Linked DNA regions of Mus musculus: region 1 is linked to region 2. Evidence: chromatin contacts called from public promoter capture Hi-C data. All regions are on one chromosome and are shown on one strand. Each heading gives the region's core, a stretch centred on a gene start, on an enhancer-like site or on the middle of the called end of the contact. The rest is flanking DNA. Distances are from core to core; before and after follow the strand shown. Region 1 has its middle 5.1 kb from the start of Gm7244. Region 2 overlaps Aplp2 (amyloid beta (A4) precursor-like protein 2).

Region 1 (3,214 bases), core at 407-2,906, 83 kb before region 2:
CAGTATGAGGGAAACTGTCTTCTTCCTGTATATGAACAACTCTGGCAGGTTTTTGTGTGCAGGCAATGGCAGCCCTTAGATAGCTTTAGATGGAGGCTGTTACCTGAAAAATCAAAACAGGATTAGAGAGATGGGACTTTCTATCCCATCCCCTAAAGGTTAAGCTTTTCACCAATAGGCAATGGCCTAGTCAACGAAGCCTCCTTAAGGAGAGCTTTCATTAAAGCCGTAAGGAGCAGAATCTGGCTTAACCAGTACACGTGAGCATGTGGAAGTTCTTGAAGGGTGGTCCATCCTCCCACCTTACCCGCTGTTCCCCATCATCCGGAGCTAACCAGTATCCTCGGTAGTATCACAGCAAGTTCTGTGAGTTGCCGTAGTGACACAATAGAACCAAGGTGGAGTTGTGGGAATGCCAGCTTAGAACCGGCTGTCAGAAATGCAGGCAAACCATCTCAGGGCTGTGGTTGGCATCTTCAGTGTGCAGCAGCCTAGAGGAGTGAGCCCTCGGTCTGTGGGATCTGAGGTGTCTTTCGGAAAATAGCATATGACATGGGCTGGATTTGAGGATTATGGTTCAAAAATGCTTGCTTCCTTGCTTGCTTGCTTGCTTGCTTGCTTGCTTGCTTGCTTGCTTGCTTGCTTGTTTGCTTGCTTGCTTGGTATATATGTTGAAGATCCTATACATTTTGTCCCAGAAGTCTACTCCATTATATTAAAGTATGACAGGAAAAACTGAATTTGGAGGTTTCTTCAATAAATCCTCAGAGCTGTTCATTCTGTTTGTAGTGACCTCATTTGAAAGTGGGTTGTGTGGGAAAAGCCTTTATCAGAGATATGTCATTGATTCCTGAGAATCAACAACCCAGAAGGGAAACAGAGGCAAGAAAGATCCTTAAGAAATAGAGGGGACATAAGAAGGAAAAGGGCCTCTTCAACCTTCCTAGCTCTGGTCTGTCACCCTGACTAGCCTATCCCAGGCGTCTTCAATGCTGGCCAGACCACCAGCAGAACTTGACTCCCCTTATTGAGAGATAACCAGAAATGTAAGTGGTAAAGATGGCTAATGAGAGGCTGGAGAAATGGCTCAGGGGGTGACAACAGTTCTTCCAGGGGAACCAGGTTCAGCACCCCCTTGGCAGCTTACAGCTGTTCCAGGGGTTCCAACAGCCCCACACAGACACACATGCAGTCAAAAACAACAAACAGAGCACATAACATAAAAATAAATGATTTTTTAAAATACAGCTAATGAACTACTGTGTGAGTGCAACCTCCCTGTGGCATACTAATAGGTGGTTATGATTTCTTTGATGTTATAGCTGTGGTGATATAGCTCTGCTATCCTTCCCACCTCCAATAGTCTCCCTTCCAAGAATAGAACTCTGAGAATAAGAAAGAGGAACTCGGCAGTACATACTCCATCTAACTCTGAAACTTAGGTTCAGATAAAGTAGCTTTGAAGCCGTCAGATCACTCGAGCAGCTAACGCTGAGACCCTTTGGTGTGTTTCTCTCCTAACACCCCACTTGACTCTTTCCAATGCACCTTGCTTTCTGCTTAGCCCCAAAACTCCCTAAGGTTCCTTTCTTCTCAGTCATCCCAGGAGTCTTCTCTGTGACACCCAGAACTCAGCTACACTTGAACAGAGTTTCCCATCCCCAGGGGGATTCTTCAAGCACCCAGCAGGCAACAGCCTGCTGAATTTCCTGCTGCCTGTGACAAAGCCTTAGCCTGTGAGAAATGCTGGAAAGCATCCAACTCAAATAAAGCCCTCAGCGTTTAGAAACCTCATACAGAAAAGACATTCATGAATGCAGTGAATGTGGAAAACCCCTTAGGCAAGGCAATACCTCTTAGATTTGAGGGGAATGTATGTAGGAGAGAAAGAACATCTGTGGGCTGGACATAACTGAGTATTTTTTCCTTCCCCCAAATGATATTCTCTCTATGTATTTTCTTGCCTCCCTCTAACTGGCTGAAAATTAAAACTTGGACCTCCCATGTGCAAGAAAACCATTTGTACATCTGGTCTACCTCCTCAGGTCACCGAACATTATCTTGAATCCCATTACCCATTCTATATTTAAGAATCCATACAATCCGGGAATGATTGGTGGGAACCTCTAATCCCAGCACTCAGGAGGCAGAAGCAGGTGGATTTATGTGAGTTTTAGGTCAATGTGGTGTATATAGAGAGTTTCAGACCAGCCAGAGCTCCACAGCGAGACCCTGTCTCCAAAATTAGAAGAATCCATGGACAAATGATAAACATGGAGGCATGCCAGCTCTAGTGAATACTGCACACTCACAGGTCTTAGGATGGCAGGAAAGCTACTTCATTGTCAAGCCTCCTTAGCTAGAAGCAATACCTCATTAAAGATAAAAACCTTTGTACTGGGAAGGAACCCCACATATGTAGCAAATGCAGTAATCTCCAGCCCAAAGAAAAACTTCCCTGATAATCAGCTATTACACACAGGGAGAATTTTGAATGTCATAGGCATGAAAAGGCTTTTTAGAAAGAAGCCATGAGTAGGACTAGGGATATAACTCAACAGTAGAGTGCTTGTCTAGCATGCTTCTCTCTTACTCGATCATCAGGAACACACACACATATGTACACATACATTAAACACCAGAGACTTTTTTTTTTGGCTTTTAGAGACAGGGTTTCTCTGTGTAGCCCTGGCTGTCCTGGAACTCACTCTGTAGACCAGGCTGGCCTTGAACTCAGAAATCCGCCTGCCTTTGCCTCCCAAGTGCTGGGATTAAAGGCGTGCGCCACCACTGCCACACCAGAGACTTCATAATGAAGACAAACCCTGCATGTGTAAGGAAGGCAAGAAATCACTCACTCAACGCCAAACTGGATCTCCCTTTTAAATTCATACTTGTGGTATGCTCTATAAAACTTGTCTTATTTTGTCTTGGTTTGGGTATGGTAGCTTGGGCCTATAATCCCAGCACTTGGCAAGTATAGGCAGGAACATAGTGAAGGCCTGGGCTAGCAGAAAGCCTGTCTCAAAATGAGCCAAATCAAACCAAAACATAGTAATGAGTGTGGTATGATCATGAGGAAATACTGAGGCAGTGTGACACTAAGCACTCCGTGAATGCACCAACAGGCCTGGTTTAGTTGAGTTGCTTCTTATGCATGCAAGAACCATACTAGCAACTCTAAAGTCCTGGTCTTCCGCGCCTTTAATCCCAG
Region 2 (3,340 bases), core at 521-3,020:
GTCTCGTTTGGCAGGAGAGAATCAACTCATGAAGATTAGCTTCTGATCTCCACATATGTGCCATGGTGTGTGTGCGCATGCACACACCTCCCCCCTACACAGTGAATAAATGTAAAATCTTTCAACTGTAATGTCATTATTAAAAATTATTTTCTTTCTATGTTTAGAAATGTATGCCTACTTTATGTACACCATATACATGCAGAGGTCATCCGATCACCTTAAGTTGCAGTTATAAGCGACCATATGGGTTCTGGGAACTGAACCCAAGTCCTGTGTGAGAGCAAGTGTTCTTAACTACTGAGCAACCTCTCCAGCCTCATCAAATGTTATTTTTAACAAGTTTGTTTGTCTCTTTCCCCCTCTTATATTGCCTAAGAGTTCTTTTATTTTGTCAACTAGTTGAAGTGTTTGAAGGTCGAAGTTCGCCTCATGCTATTGAAGGTGATGTGAAGGTTCCCAACCTATAGGCCAAGGCCCCTTGAGGGCTGTTGAATGACCTTTTCACAGGGGTTGCATATCAAATAGTTACATTATGATTCATTATAGTAGTAAAATTATAGTTACGAAGCATTATTGAAATAATTTTATGGTTGGGCTGGTCACAAAATGAAGAAGTGTATTAAGCGTTAGGAAGATTGAGAGCCAGTGGTCTAAACCATAGTGTTTCATAGTGTGCGGCTACTTTTCTTGTTCCTGCAAAGTGCCTGCAAAGGCAATTTAAGAAAAAAGTATAATTTTGGCTAATGATTTGAGGGCATGAACATTATGATAGGTACTATGGTGTTAAGAGTAGCTCTAGGTGGGCTGGAGAGATGGCTCAGTGGTTAAGAGCACTGGCTGTACTTCCGGAAGTCCTGAGTTCAATTCCCAGCAACCACGTGGTGGCTCACAACTGTCTGTAATGGGATCTTATGCCTCTCCTAGCTATCAGGTGTACATGCAGATAACATTCATATAAATAAATGTTTTAAAAAAACCCCAAAAAACAGAAGTAGCTCTAGCTGTGACAGCAGGATTTTGGGACTTGAGATTAATTACATTGAATTCTCAGTCAGGAAGCGAAGGTAAATGCTGTGCTATGCCATCTTTGTTCTCTCTCTGACACCCCTGCCTATGAGATGTGCACACTGTGGGTATGACCTCCCAGACATGCCTAGAGGTGACATCTAAATGTCAAATCGACAGGTTTAACCAGTCACACTTTTAACAGCAACCAAATTGTTTCATATGTATAATATCTATCGTATGCTGTATTAGGACATTTGCTTCTCAGGAGTTGAGTGTGCTCTGATAATCTTTACTGCTTGTCTGATCTACAAGTGTGTCTTCCTTCCCTCACTCCTTTCACTCCCCGTCCTACCTCCTTTGAGGTAGGGTCTAGCTGTGTTGCCTACCCTTGCCTCAAGCTTTTGGACTCAAACAATCCTTCTACCCCAGCCTTCCCAGGAGCTAGGGTATAGGTACATGACACCAGACCCAGCTTGTCTTATCTTTTTGACAGATTGGATTTGTAAAATTGAAACTATGCCCTCCAGAGTGGGATCTAGGCAGTTTGACCAAGATTAAAACAAAACCACTTGGTTGTTTTGGTGGTGCTGGGATCTAACACACTGGTTGTGCGTGCTGAATAGGTGCTATTTTGATAAGCTACATCAGCCCTCAAATAGTTTTACTTTGAGTGTTTTAGGCCTTAAGACAATACTGCAGAATTCTCTGTCCAGCCATGGAATTTGTATCTTACACAACCCATCGATGGAGCACAGGAGCTTGTGTTGGCAGAGCTATGTAAATGATTGCTCTGCTTTCTCTCACCAGTGGCCTTTTCCGTTCAAGCTCCTACATTGCATTCATTTGTTGTTTGTGCCTGATCTTTCCTGATTTGTTAACAGTTCTGGTTTTTTTCCCTGACCTGTTTCCTTTAATGTCTTGTTGCTGGTGAAATGCACACTAGTGTCTGGTTAGGGTTTTCGCTCCAGTTTTCTTCCTTTTTGTAGTTACCCATAGCCTGGGAGAGATTTTTTTCTTGCCTATTATTTTTTTTAAATTTGCATACAATGTAGTTTAATTATATCCTTTCTTTTTCCCAGCTCTTTCTAGATTTATCCCCAACCCAACTTCATGGTTTTTTTCTCCAGAGACAAATATGTTGAAGTATACTCAGAACGGAATGTATTTTATTTTCTTTTGATAAGTAAATCTTTGGTGAAAAGTTTGTGAACATATATTTAAATTGTTATATTTATATTTAGAGATTGGTTTTCACTGACTGTCCTAGAACTCTGTGTAGATCAGGCTGGTTTCAGAGATCTGTCTGCCTCTGCCCAAGGTGTGTGCCACCACTGCCTGGTGATCATGAAGGCTTATTCAATACTTGAAGAGGGATGAAATAATATCTTCAAATTTTTTTCTTTTTGAAAAAGGTATAAGAACATTTGAATAAGAGTGTCTTTTGTCACTAGCTTGCAAGCCTAGCTAGAGAGCTGTTTCACTCTTTATGGGCGCTGAGCTGTTGACTCTAAAGTGGTGGAGTGTATCACTAAGCAGTGCCTTTCCATCTAAGGAAGCCTTACTTGCACAGCTGTAGGAGAAAACCCTGCCCTTGGGGAAGATGCCGCCAGTTCAGTAGGCTCTTTGTCAAACTGTAAGGCAGATTTGATTTGGGGGCAGTAAAGAAGTAGCTGCTACATACCAGCTCTGAGGTAGGAGAGCTGCGTTGGTCCCAGCAGCTTTGTGAGGGGAGACAGTTTACGAGCTCCAGCCAGGGATTGGGCTCCTGAAGTGATATTAAGGATGGACTTGTTGCAGGCCCAGACTTATGTTTTGAATATCGACTGAAAATGCTCCAACCTTCTTCAGATTATTAGGAGCACTGTCTACTAAGTTGAATTCCTTTCCTTAGATAGCTGAATTCTTTCTGAGCCAAATTAATGAAATGGGATTTCTTATTAAGAATGAATTATTAAGTAAGTGGAGGCACTGGCTAGGAAAGCAGTTGATGCAGCTTGTTTTCAAAGCCTTGAAAGTGCTACCACATGTGTGCATAGATCACAGGGCCTGCTGAAGTGCCAGTGTGTGGGTGGGGCATTCATTTTCTTTCGTAGAGCATTCCAGTTCACAGGATATCAGAAGTGCTGACTTGGCAGTGAAGTCCCATTTGTAACATGGTAGTTTAGGAAGCAGATTGATTTATGTGTTGAAGTAATGGGTCGAGGCGCTGACGGTGCTTAAGAAAATGGCGAGCACATTAAATAGCAGCATTTCTAAGGAAAGAAGCACAGACATCATACAGCAGTGACCCTGTCACTCTAGGTGAGGTCGGGTATGTTTGATTAGTTGG

The links. Promoter capture Hi-C pulls out the DNA fragments that hold promoters and counts their contacts.
Region 1: a promoter capture Hi-C map of the C10 cell line shows a contact between it and region 2. The contact joins two enhancer-like sites. A contact is called at or near these places in 10 of 39 promoter capture datasets (the 3T3-L1 cell line, the C10 cell line, the HPC-7 cell line and 6 more), 1 of 15 datasets of contacts at CTCF or cohesin (CD8 T cells), 8 of 484 Hi-C or Micro-C datasets (the G1E-ER4 cell line, bone marrow-derived macrophages, cardiomyocytes and 5 more), 10 of 115 datasets of contacts at active chromatin or transcription factors (bone marrow-derived macrophages, embryonic midbrain, embryonic stem cells and 6 more) and 3 of 9 other capture datasets (adipose tissue, liver and pancreatic islet).

Annotation. Positions count from the first base shown.
Region 1 is chr9:31,264,738-31,267,951 of GRCm38.p6, reverse strand. It overlaps a transcript of Gm7244 not described here. Among named protein-coding and RNA genes, the nearest start is that of Gm7244, 5.1 kb to the left of the region's middle. Within about 2 kb of position 1,656, at least 91 of the 459 cell types and tissues checked have an H3K27ac peak or open chromatin away from gene starts, as enhancers often do. A contact at or near this core is called in adipose tissue, where this site is marked.
Region 2 is chr9:31,181,696-31,185,035 of GRCm38.p6, reverse strand. All of the region lies in intron 1 of Aplp2 (amyloid beta (A4) precursor-like protein 2), which reads left to right. Among named protein-coding and RNA genes, the nearest start is that of Aplp2, 28 kb to the left of the region's middle. Within about 2 kb of position 1,770, at least 8 of the 459 cell types and tissues checked have an H3K27ac peak or open chromatin away from gene starts, as enhancers often do. A contact at or near this core is called in adipose tissue, where this site is marked.